2 separate regions of the Muntiacus reevesi genome follow, and region 2 is linked to region 1. Evidence: chromatin contacts called from public Hi-C data. All regions are on one chromosome and are shown on one strand. Each heading gives the region's core, a stretch centred on a gene start, on an enhancer-like site or on the middle of the called end of the contact. The rest is flanking DNA. Distances are from core to core; before and after follow the strand shown.

The links. Hi-C and Micro-C count contacts between places; a contact is called where the count stands out from the background.
Region 2: a contact with region 1 is called in a Hi-C map of muscle, with 5 times the contacts expected there. The contact joins the promoter of PTPN12 here to the promoter of RSBN1L in region 1. A contact is called at or near these places in 2 of 3 Hi-C or Micro-C datasets (blood and muscle).

The regions. Positions count from the first base shown.
Region 1 is chr6:41,258,681-41,264,135 of mMunRee1.1, forward strand. It overlaps RSBN1L (round spermatid basic protein 1 like), which reads right to left and starts at 2,944. Exons shown (of 8, transcript XM_065938959.1): 1 at 2,357-2,944. The coding sequence starts at 2,921.
Region 2 is chr6:41,394,734-41,400,188 of mMunRee1.1, forward strand. It overlaps PTPN12 (protein tyrosine phosphatase non-receptor type 12), which reads right to left and starts at 2,832. Exons shown (of 18, transcript XM_065938595.1): 1 at 2,680-2,832. The coding sequence starts at 2,778.

The DNA.
Region 1 (5,455 bases), core at 1,694-4,193:
TTTTTATAAGAAAGAACTTTAACTTTTACTTGATGACTCAGGTTATCATGCAAGTCAGCTCCAGCACTATGACAAGATGGCCTCAGAGGCTTTAGGTGTGTAAGGCATCAGTCCTTATACTTAATGAACCTAGACTGCTAAGTTTTTATAATCCCCCTGTCCATCACTTTTAACTTTCAGATATGCAGTCAACGGATCTGTCCTCAATCTGGACTGACCCATCTTTTATAAGGGGTTTAAAAAAAAAATCATGCTTCTGACTCAAGCAACATTCACTAAATGCCCTACTTTTCACATACACACTTTCATTTAATCCAAATAACTTCTGCTGGAAAGGTAGCCAATGTAAAAATGCAGCAGTTCTGACTGAAAACTTATTTAAAAAAATTCTACTAATAAATACAGGCGCTTAATTGTTTAATGGAGTTTGGGGGCTCGATCAGATTTTCACCATGAAATTTACCATCAAGACACTGCAAGCAGTCCTCCTCACTGACTTTTAGTTTTTTCTCTATAAAAGTAGCATTTCCATTCAAGAAAGAGAAGAAAATTTTACCACAGCGTTACTATCTAGTCACTACTCACAAAACCTATCAATCATGGAAAAACATGTTAATATAAAAGCTATCATTACTTACACTCAGGCTTAATAATGTAAGCTGTTGCCTTCAAACAGAGGACTCTACATGCAATTTAAAATTAGAAAACTTTTTCTTTAACAGCCATTTCACTTTTTATTTTTTTTGCCATTTCACTTTAAAAGTGACTTATGTGCTCCATTTTTTGAGTTAGAATTGTTAAAGAATGCCTATTTATTTTCAGCCATTCCAATACACTGACAAAGCTATATCCATATTCACTTCCTCAAAGAACTTAGAAGTGCAAATACACCGTTTACACATCACAAGTAAGACTAATATTGAGCTGTAAATGCGGACTTCTAGGCACTTTCAACTTTTAAATGTAATTATTTGAACAAAATTGCTTTAAAACAAAAATCACCTGAAATCTCAGGCTAAACGTAGCATAAATCCCATCCTCAAAACCACTTTTCTAGAAACAACACTCTCCAAAGCAGTGAGATCCTTTACCTTGTGCCAGAGTACCTGATGGCTATGCTTAGATATCAAAAATTGCTACAGGCAGACCATCGAAGTAACGCTGTTGTTACACACTCATGTGCAGCATTTTTTAAAACTGCGAAAAAATACATAATTTTTCACGATCTAAGGTACCAGTAGATCAGTAATGCTAAAACTGCTTGACATTTCATTTTTTCCTAAAACATACTGTGACAACATCCTGTATCAATGTACATTTATAATAAAGATCATTACGTGCTTTCAGCTTTTGATCACATAAAAATCTAATTTTCAACCAGTCTCCACGTGTATCACTCTCAAAACATTGTGCATGAAATGGCTAAATAGGGCTACCTATTTTACAAAAATACTTTCTGAAAATTATATATGCTTAGCCTACATTTTAAAAAGAAGACCGTGTAGTCCTATCTGCAAAGAGTGCTTAAGAATTTGCCTTTCTCACAAGAGTGTAAAGCAATCATCCTCCAGTTAAAAATAAATTTAAAAAAATAAAGAGTAAAGAATTTGCCATACTCTGATGCTAAAACATTCTGCAGCCAAGTATTTGGTCAGGCCAAAAAAAAAGTCAATGTTCCTGATTTTATCATTTGCTGCAAGAAAGAAAAAAAAATATATATGGCTGAAAATTCTTTTTGAAGGGTGGTATTTCAAACAGGACCACTCAAAATACTTAAGGGAGAGGAGTGTGGAGGGAGGGTACCTTATGAAACAGCACACTCCGGGCCCTGCACACTACCTCACTTCCCTAATAGGGATGAAAAGCTCAGGCCTCTGGTAGCTTCCAGCTGACGCCAATGCTGTCCACACCCCTTTTCTTGATAGGATTTTCTGGCGTTGGAGCCAGTGTCACAAATATAAATTCGTGACCACGTCTAAACGGTCTGATAATCAAGCACATCTTTTACAAGACCAAACCTTTCCCGATCCCGTTCCCTCAAATCTCCCTCCATTGCCAAACACACCCAGGCGGGTCCTCTAGATCGAATTCTACAAACCCTGCCGCGCATTAACTAGGAGGCAGAAACGATACAGAAAATGAGTTTCGGCCATTCCCCACTCTGCGACCGAAATTACAGGCTCCATTTCCTGTCCCCACGGGGACCGCAAAATCGCCTGCAGTGAACGGGAAGCCTCCCGCCCGCTCCGGGCCGGCGCACGCGGCCCCCGCACGCCCCCAGCCCGCGGCCCGCGGGCGCGAGCTTGTGCCTGGGACCCCGGGCGCCCTCCCCTCCCCCTGCGGCTTCGGCACCCACCTCGCGGCAGCGGCTTCATCTCCCCGTTCTCCTCGCGGGAGGCCCCGCCAGCTTCGCCCGCCCCGCCGAGACCGTGCCTCCTTCTTTCCTTCTCTCGCTTCTCCTTGGGTCTGCGCGGCTTGGCGCTGGCCGAGGCGGCGGCGGCGGGCAGCAGGAGATGGTGAGGCTGAGCGTGCAGCAGCGTAGGAGGCACCAGCAGTTTGCGCGGCACCGGCTGAGGGGAGGAAGCAGAAACAGAGGAGGGGACGGCCGTGCCAGCGGAGAAAGAGAAATTGCTCCGAGCAGACGACGGGGAGGGGGCAGCGGACAGAGCGGCAAAGCTCCAAGACCCAGGGCTGCCATAGCTCTGAGACGAAGGTGCGGCGGGAGACTGCAGCTGCCTGCTGTTACCGCTGCTGGCTCCTTCTCCGTTCAGTCTACGCGGCGCCTTCTTCTCCTCAGTCCGGATCTTCTTGGCGGACAGAGGACCTGGCGGGTCCCGGGGTGGGGCTTGCAGTTTGCCAAACGATTCTTTCTCCGAGACGGCAGCGGGGGCGCCTTGCATTAGGCTCGGCGGTTCCGCCATTTTGCGCTCCTGTTGTATTTACTCTCCTCGGCTCCCGGGCGCGGGGCAGGGGCGGGCTCTCCTTGGGGGGGCGGGGAAGGGGCGGAGCGGTCTGGCCCTCCATTGGTCGAGCCACGGTGAGAGATGTCTCCAAGAACCAATCAAAAGCGCGAGTCTCTAGCCGAAGTTGTGTGGGGAATCGCCTAGCATACCCGTTTTGGAGGTCACAGGTCCTCCGGGCGTAGTTAGTGGCGGAGCAAGCTGTGAGGGGAGGGTCTTCGAGTTGTCGCCCGCCTGAACTCGGGGGCCCAGTGAATGTCTCAGAGGAACCTTCACTCCAGACCCCGAGTCAGTCCCAACCCAGGTCTCGCTCGTCTCTGCCTCGACGACTTTGTCTTGTACCACTTTCCCCTCCTTTTCCCCTGGAGTCCTTTTGGTCCTTTCCTCTTTCTTCCCCCTCAAAAAGCCGAATTTCGCAGATTCTCAGCTCTGAGGAGAAAATTTTGCCGGAAATTAAATCCTTCCTTCTATTAGGCAGCAGTCGGTTGATGGGAGGGGCTAAAGGTCGCTTAGTGTCCTGACAAGATGCGTTACTGTCTTGCTAAGATCATCTTTAATGCTTTGAGGGAAATAACTTCCTGCAAACCTAGAACTTTCGGATTACTATTCAGCTTGAAGGTAAGACTCTCCTAGAGAAATTTCTCTGTTAACTATTATAACTCAGATACTCCTAAGAAAAATTCAATAGCGATGTTTGTAGATGTTTGAAAAGATTTTGTGTGTGTGTCTGTATTTTAGCGTTTAGTTAGCAGTCTGAGTGATGTTTTGTAAATGTGTGCTTTCATTTGTAGCTTAGAAGATAAAGAATTTGAGGAGATGGGTTACAGTAATTTCAACCAAAGTGAAGAGCACAATTATAATTTTATTCCAAGGTCTTACATGAGACCAAAAAGTCAAAGAAATAGATATATAAAAATAAAAGTAGTCAAATGAGTAGATGACCAGTCAGAGAATATTTTGAGTCCCAAAAGGTGCCCTAAGTTGCCTGTGACTTTGTAGAAAACAATTAACTTTGCAGAATTACCACTTCTTGTGAGTTTATGAAGTTGGAATTCTTAATTTTGTGTTCATTTTTGAGGGGTAAAGGGGGTTGGTTTTAAGAATATTTTGGAGTCAAAACTTAATATTGCTTTATAGACTTTTTTGAGGTACCTCGAATTTTTAAAGTAATGAAAAGTATTTACTGTACTTTATAAAATGCAAAACAGTAAAAGCATGTGTAAACTTTTGGAGCTGACTGGCAGTCAACCTGAAAAGTGACATTGGTTCAAGAGTGGACAAAGTATGGGGCTGGTAAGTATGTGGTATTGACTAGCTTTGTGATTTCTGTCAAGGTGCTCGTTTTCTGTCAGAACTTCTGGTTTATTTATTATGTGAGTAAATTTTATTATATGACCACCAAGATCCCTTCTGCACTCTACACTTCTGCAATATTTAAGAAGCTTTTCAAAATCACATTGAAATCACTACAATTAAAATAACTACTGGCCCTCCAGAAATAGGAAAGGGTCTCCAGATATAGGAAAGAGTCTCTTATATATATTAATATAACACCTAGAAATTTACACCGTTTATACCCATGCAAAAGTCTGGAAAATCTTATCTCTTAAAGGGTCCAGCTAAAGTGAACTATCATCTAAATATGTTACTACTTGCACTATAATCTTTTATACTGTTACACTGTCTTATCAGGCCTGACCCTAAATTTAGAGCCTGAGCAAGAGTATGGTTACAGAGCTTAAAGACCATGTGTCTAGATATTTAAGTTATGAATCATCAAAGTATTACTATTAAAAATATATTCTATTCTACTACCTTCACAAATCTCCATAAATAATAATCTGGAAGGCCAAGTTTACATTTAGAATTCTCAGACTTCTAGATTCCTCAAACCTACCCTATTCTTTTCCCATTCCAAGCATCTTCACCGACCTTACTCAACATGTTCAAGCCATGTCCACATCCCTAAACCCCCTGCAAATAGTGATGGGTAATCACTGCTCCATCTGTCCTCAAATCTAGCCACTCTGAAAGAGGTGTGCATGCTCCTGGCAGACATGGCCCCTTGACCTCATGGACTCCCTGCCCTTTGTAGCAGGAGGAGAGTCCTTACCCAAGTCTAAGGGTAGAACTGGTATAAAACATGCTCAATTATCTCTTTTCTCTCCCCTGGAGTCAGCCATTCCCTCACAACTAGGTAATTCCTAACAACACTGAACTAGGAGAGAATTCCTACTATTATCACCAAGTCCTACTGGCTTAATCTCTACTAGCACTAAGTGTTAAGTGTTAGTTGCTCAGTCGTGTCCGACTCTTTGTGACCCCGTGGACCATCGCCCGCCAGGCTCCCCTGTCCATGGAATTCTCCAGGCAACAATACTGGAGTAGGTAGCCATTCCCTTCTCCAGGGGATCTTCCCGACCCAGGGATCAAACCTGGGTCTCCTGCATTGCAGGTGGATTCTTTACTGTCTGAGCCACCAGGTCTCAGCAACT
Region 2 (5,455 bases), core at 1,582-4,081, 140 kb after region 1:
AAGAATATTAAATGGCACATGTAGTATGGTCACAGAGAAGCAATAAAGACATTAACAAAGATAGCCTCTGGGTGATGGGACTATAAGAAGACTGAACAGAATAATGCAGAGACCACAGTATGAATGCCTATTCCACTTGCCTAAAAGTAAGGCATTCTTAATTAATTACTGTTCTAGAATTTCCAAATTTGAAACAATGAACATTATCACTTTATAACTGAATAGGGTTATAACAGCTCGATTATCCCTTAGGCTCAGTTCTCAAATGCTAAAAATTTAAAAATGCATTTTTAACCCATGTCAGAATTTAAGAATAACAGAAGAGCTTATTATTAGAAGACTCTATTAGCCTATATATTTTCTTTTTGTGGCAGAAGGGACAAAGTTTTCCTCCAGCTTTCTAGTCAAGAGAAAAAGAGGCATCAACTAGCAGACTTAATTATAGCTATTGCTTATCAATTCACAGAATAAAAAAAGCAAGCACTAGAAAAGAACAGCCTTAGTCATCAAATCTTAAATGCAGAATCACCTAGCTATCCCTAGGTATTAGGGAAGAAAAAGGAAACTCATTTAGTCCTGGAGAAATGAAATCTCCAATAGGAATCCCTGACTCATCCCCAAAGCATGAACCCGAAGGCTACTTCCCCTGTACAGGAGTTCAGAGACTGGGCACTTGTCCTGACGGCCTGCATCACCAAACAATGCCCTTTCCCGACAGGATGTGCCCATAGAGAACAAGAGGACCGACATGCCAAGTGGACAGGGGTCACACACCTCTCCTTCCACAACCAAAGTAAGACTTTATAAAACTAGTTTTAAACATTTTAAATCTAAGTATGTATTTTCTTTTATGTTTGCTAGAAAGTAATAAAAGGGGGACTCTGTCCAATTACTGTGATATCATTTCAAAGATACTTAACACATTCAAAATTCCCAATAGGAAGAAGGAAACGTCTTCTTTAACTTTTTCAGACAAAAGGGTAATTTGGGGGGGAAAAAATACATGGGCTAAGTATCAGGAGGAAATGTTTAAAATAAGCCATAAATTATTTAATCAACATTTTTTACACTTTCAAAAGATACTAACAAAACCAAACTCCTATTATTGGTTTAGGGAGGCGAGAATCACAAAGCTCAACTATACTGTTATGACACTGAGTGAAGTTAAGGGTTAAGAATTTTAACGCTAAAGTTTTACTAGACTGAAGTCTCTTTAAAATGTGAAAAGTATTTCGTATTTCAGTGCGAAAAGTCATTTCACCTGCACCTTGTAAACAATTAAACTGTACTTTGAAACAAAAACTACCAATGTTTGCGACTCATTTTTATACACATTAACTGTGTATCCTTTTCACAATCCAGAATTTCAGAGTTAGGTGACTACTCCAGAAGATGAATTATGCCCAGAAGCAAAATTTTCCCTAGCTTATTTCCCATTTCCAAACACCGCCAAGACTAAGGAGCAACCACTTCCCAAAGTCCCACTTCCTTTTCCATTCCCCAGACCTCCAGGGTTTCCAACGCCCCAGTCTTGCGCAATATCCGTAGGAGCAGCGCCGCAACCACCGCCTCCTAAGCCGAGAAACAACCCTAAAGGGAACATTGTCCAGCAGAAAAATAAAGGAGGGGGGGTGGCAACGGAGGAAGTCGACTTCTGGTCCCACGCCTTCGGCTCTGACCCCCTCGTAGTGATGGCTCGAGAGCAATTCCACGACCAAGACTTTTAACCTCCTCTCCAGCCCGCCAGTACAAGCAAAGGGCGGAAGGGGGAGGGGGATGTCGGAAAGGGGGGTGGGGAGACTACTAAGGTTATCTCCCAGTTCAGGGCTTCAGCCCGTACAGTCGCCTCCGCCCCACCAGGACTATTGTTCCCAAGTTCCCCACCCCCACCCCGGATAGGAAGTGATAGTCACATCCCCTCCGCCTTCGGCAGTATCCCCTAGGGAGTCTGAAGTAGGCTTCCTTCAGGATAACCACGCACCCTCCACCCCCACGCCCTGCCTCTACACACACTTATCCCTCAACCTCAAATCACGTTGACCCCCTACACCATCTAAAACCTGGGTCTCAAGAGACAAGAGACAGGACGGCAGTAAATGGAAATCGAACATACCACGAGATTTCCTATGGACTATCCTTTCTCTTGCATTGGAGATAATACTGCGAACCCAGAAAGAGCAAAAAGTCCTACCTTGCCCTCTTTTGAGACCAGCTTGAGCAAAGGGACCCCACGAGTTAAATGCAACCTTAACAGCCCCGTTCCTCAGTCCGGCGCTATCCGCTCTCCTTCCTGCCTCGACCCTCCCAGGAGGAGCAGACTGGATGGGGAGATGAGAAGAGCCCACCGGCCTGCACCTCATTCGCCTCCCGCTCCCAGCCCGAGAAACAATAGGTGGTCGCGGGCGGCGGCGCTGAGTGCGGGCTTGGCCAGCGGCCTCTCTCTTCGCGTCCAAGACGCGGGTGGAAGGGGCCGCGGTCGCAGGACGAGAGGAAAGGAGGACGAGGGGCGATCTCACCTCCCAGCCTCCGAATCCACCCCGGCCCTTGGGGTTGGCGCGCGCCCCCTCCGCCCGTCTCCTTACAGCCGCACACAAAGCGCTGGCGGCTGGGCCGGGCGGGCGAGGCGGCAGTAGGCTCGGATGCCGGTGAGAGGAGGCAACAGCAAGGGGAGGGACTCACCATGAAGTCCCGGGCGAAGTTGTCCTCCCCATTGTGGTCCGGACTCTTCATGGCCTGGACCCTCTGGATGAATTTCCTCAGGATCTCCACTTGCTCCATCCTCCCGCGTCCCCCCGGCTGCGGTCGCTGGCCCCCCCGCCGCCCGCCCGCCCGGCGCAGAGCCCGCTCAGTCTTCCCCAGCTCGCCCCCCCTACCCGTCCCGTCTTTCCCGACCCCTGACGCTCCCTGCTCCTCCCTACCGCCCAAGGCAGCGGCCGCACCGGCGGCACCAGCCCGGCTCCCGACCCTACAACTTCCAGGAGCAGCCACTCTCCCACAGTAGTAGCCGAGCCGCAGCGGCTAGCGCCAACCCCAACCCCCAGCTTGCTCCATCCTCCTTCCCCGCCCTGCTCCTGCTCCGTCGGAGACGCAGCCACCGCCTTAGGAACACGGCTCTCCGATCGCCCTGCCCCCCCAACCCCTTCCCGGTTCCTCCTTCCCTCCCTCCCGACTAGCAACCGCAGCCGCCACTCTCCACGGGCGCGCCCCCGCCGCCACCCAGACGCGCGGCCCCGCGCCGCGGCTAGATCCCCGGGGCTACGCCGAGCTGAGCCGCGCCCGCTTGCCACGCCCCCAAGCCCGCCCCGCCGGTTCTAGCCCGGCTAGGAGTGGCTGGAAGGCGCTTCAGCCCTCAGCTGGGAGACTTGACCTCATTTCCGGGGCGTGGTTCCGCCACAGCAGATTGCAGGTCTTAAGAGAGGTGGTTGGAGGGAATTCGACTCCGCCGGGCAGACCCTAGTCAGTTGGAGTAGGACTTGAGTTGGAAACTGCGGTCTCACCGCCTTTTTGTGGAAAAAGCACATTTCTAAACTGCTTTCGCGCCTTCGCCAGCCGTGGGCTGGGACTGCAAGTCCCGGCCGGCAAGAGTCCAGGAGTAGGGGCGGGAGAGGGCGGCGGTGGGAAGAGAGGCATGCTGGGAACTGTAGTGTCTTCACGTTCGCAGCAGGTACGTCTTCATCTTAATGTTGACGGCAATTAGATCTTGGCACTTTGGGCAATGGCTACGGCCGAGAGAAACGAAGCGCTTCTTCAGTGAGAGGACTTTTTTGCTTTTTTGAAAATCAGTCTAAAACCTGGTGAATGAGCGCCTGAGATTCACAGTGTGTCCTAATACATACCACACATGTTTGCTGAATTGGAGAGAATTTGTCTTCTTGCCTTTAGATTCGGAGCAACTCAGAACTGAATAATAATAATTTTATTATATAAATTATATAAGTAATAATTGAAAAATAATAATTTTCACCATAGAATGCATCTTTGTAAGTCTTCTAGTAATCAAAGAAGTCTGTCCTAGTCTCATTCACCATTTTACAATGAAAGTGTTTGCTCATGGTCCCCCAGTATATTCGTAGCGGAGCCCAAGCTAGAACTCAGATCATTTTTATCTCACCCGCACCATGTTACCTCTCACTAAGGAGCGTAAACGTGATAATGTGACTGAAGTGGAAGACCTGATCCATGAACTTCTCTAGGTCACTTTCTTTTTTTCACTATACCCACAAACAATGCTTTTTCCAGATAAAATTGGTTAGGCAATTCGGTTAAAATAAATATCAGTAGCAAGCCCCGTTTCCCAGATGAATGTTTAGAAGCACCGTGGAATTTAATAATAAACTTGAAGAAAACAGGTGTGAGTAGCAAGATCCAATTTCCTATTTGTTTTAAAGAAAAATATTTCTTTTTAAAATAATACAACTGATACATACCAATCTACTCTTCTTCTCAGAAAGAACCACTTCCAGATGTTTCCTTCCAAATGTCTTCCTGTGCATTTGTATACAGGTATGTGCATATAAAAAGATACAGTTTTGTCCTATATTTAAAAAAAGAGTCCCCTTAGAGGAATAGTTTAATTTCTGAGGTGAGCTTTTCAAACAAGGATCTGGAGTATTTTAATCAGATTATTGAGACTCACTGGATATGAGGAAAGATTAAGATCTGGGTTCACTCATCCACCAGTATAGCTCACTGTAGGGTACCCTTTTCCCCTAGAACTAGGCAAGAAATTAGACTTGTGAGCAGAGAAATGGGCAGATGATCAGGACTGCCTCTACTTTTGATATGTCAGAAGAATGTGCAAATCAGATTGATAAAGACTATATGCTGGACAAATTATATCAGTCTAGTGACAGTGGGGTGGAAAGTGTTAACTTGTTTGAGTTATCCAGCCCTGTTTTGGCTGATGGTTTTGCTGGGGCTTTTTTGTTTTTGTTTTTAATTTTTCTTATTACAAGTTTCTCTCTCTCTCTCGCAACACGAGTGTCTCCAGATCTCAGCAGCTACCTTTGGCATCTCATGTAGGTTAGGGAAAGCTAAAGTACCCTTCTGGATTTCAGGTCTTTCTGGCCATGTATGAGTAAGTTGTGAGGTAATAAGGGGAAAGAATGGAATGAACACTTTTGGGAGGCTATACCTGACACAACAAAAGCTGAAACTAAGATCATAGCACTGCAATTACAGAGACTGCGAAGGAGGTGAGAGAGAATGAAAGAACTCACAGAACTCAGTGACTGATTTAGTGGGCAAAAAAGAAGGTGAAATTTTAAAATAACTAAAATTACCAGATTAGAAGAGATCAGAAAGTTTGACAGAACACGAGGTTGTGCATGGTATGGACAAATGGAGACTTTTGCACAGATGTTATGAGAAACTGGCACACCATCTTTGGAAGCAGTTTGCCCGTGTGTGTGTGTGTGTGTGTGTGTGTGTGTGTGTGTTAGTTGCTCGGTGGTCT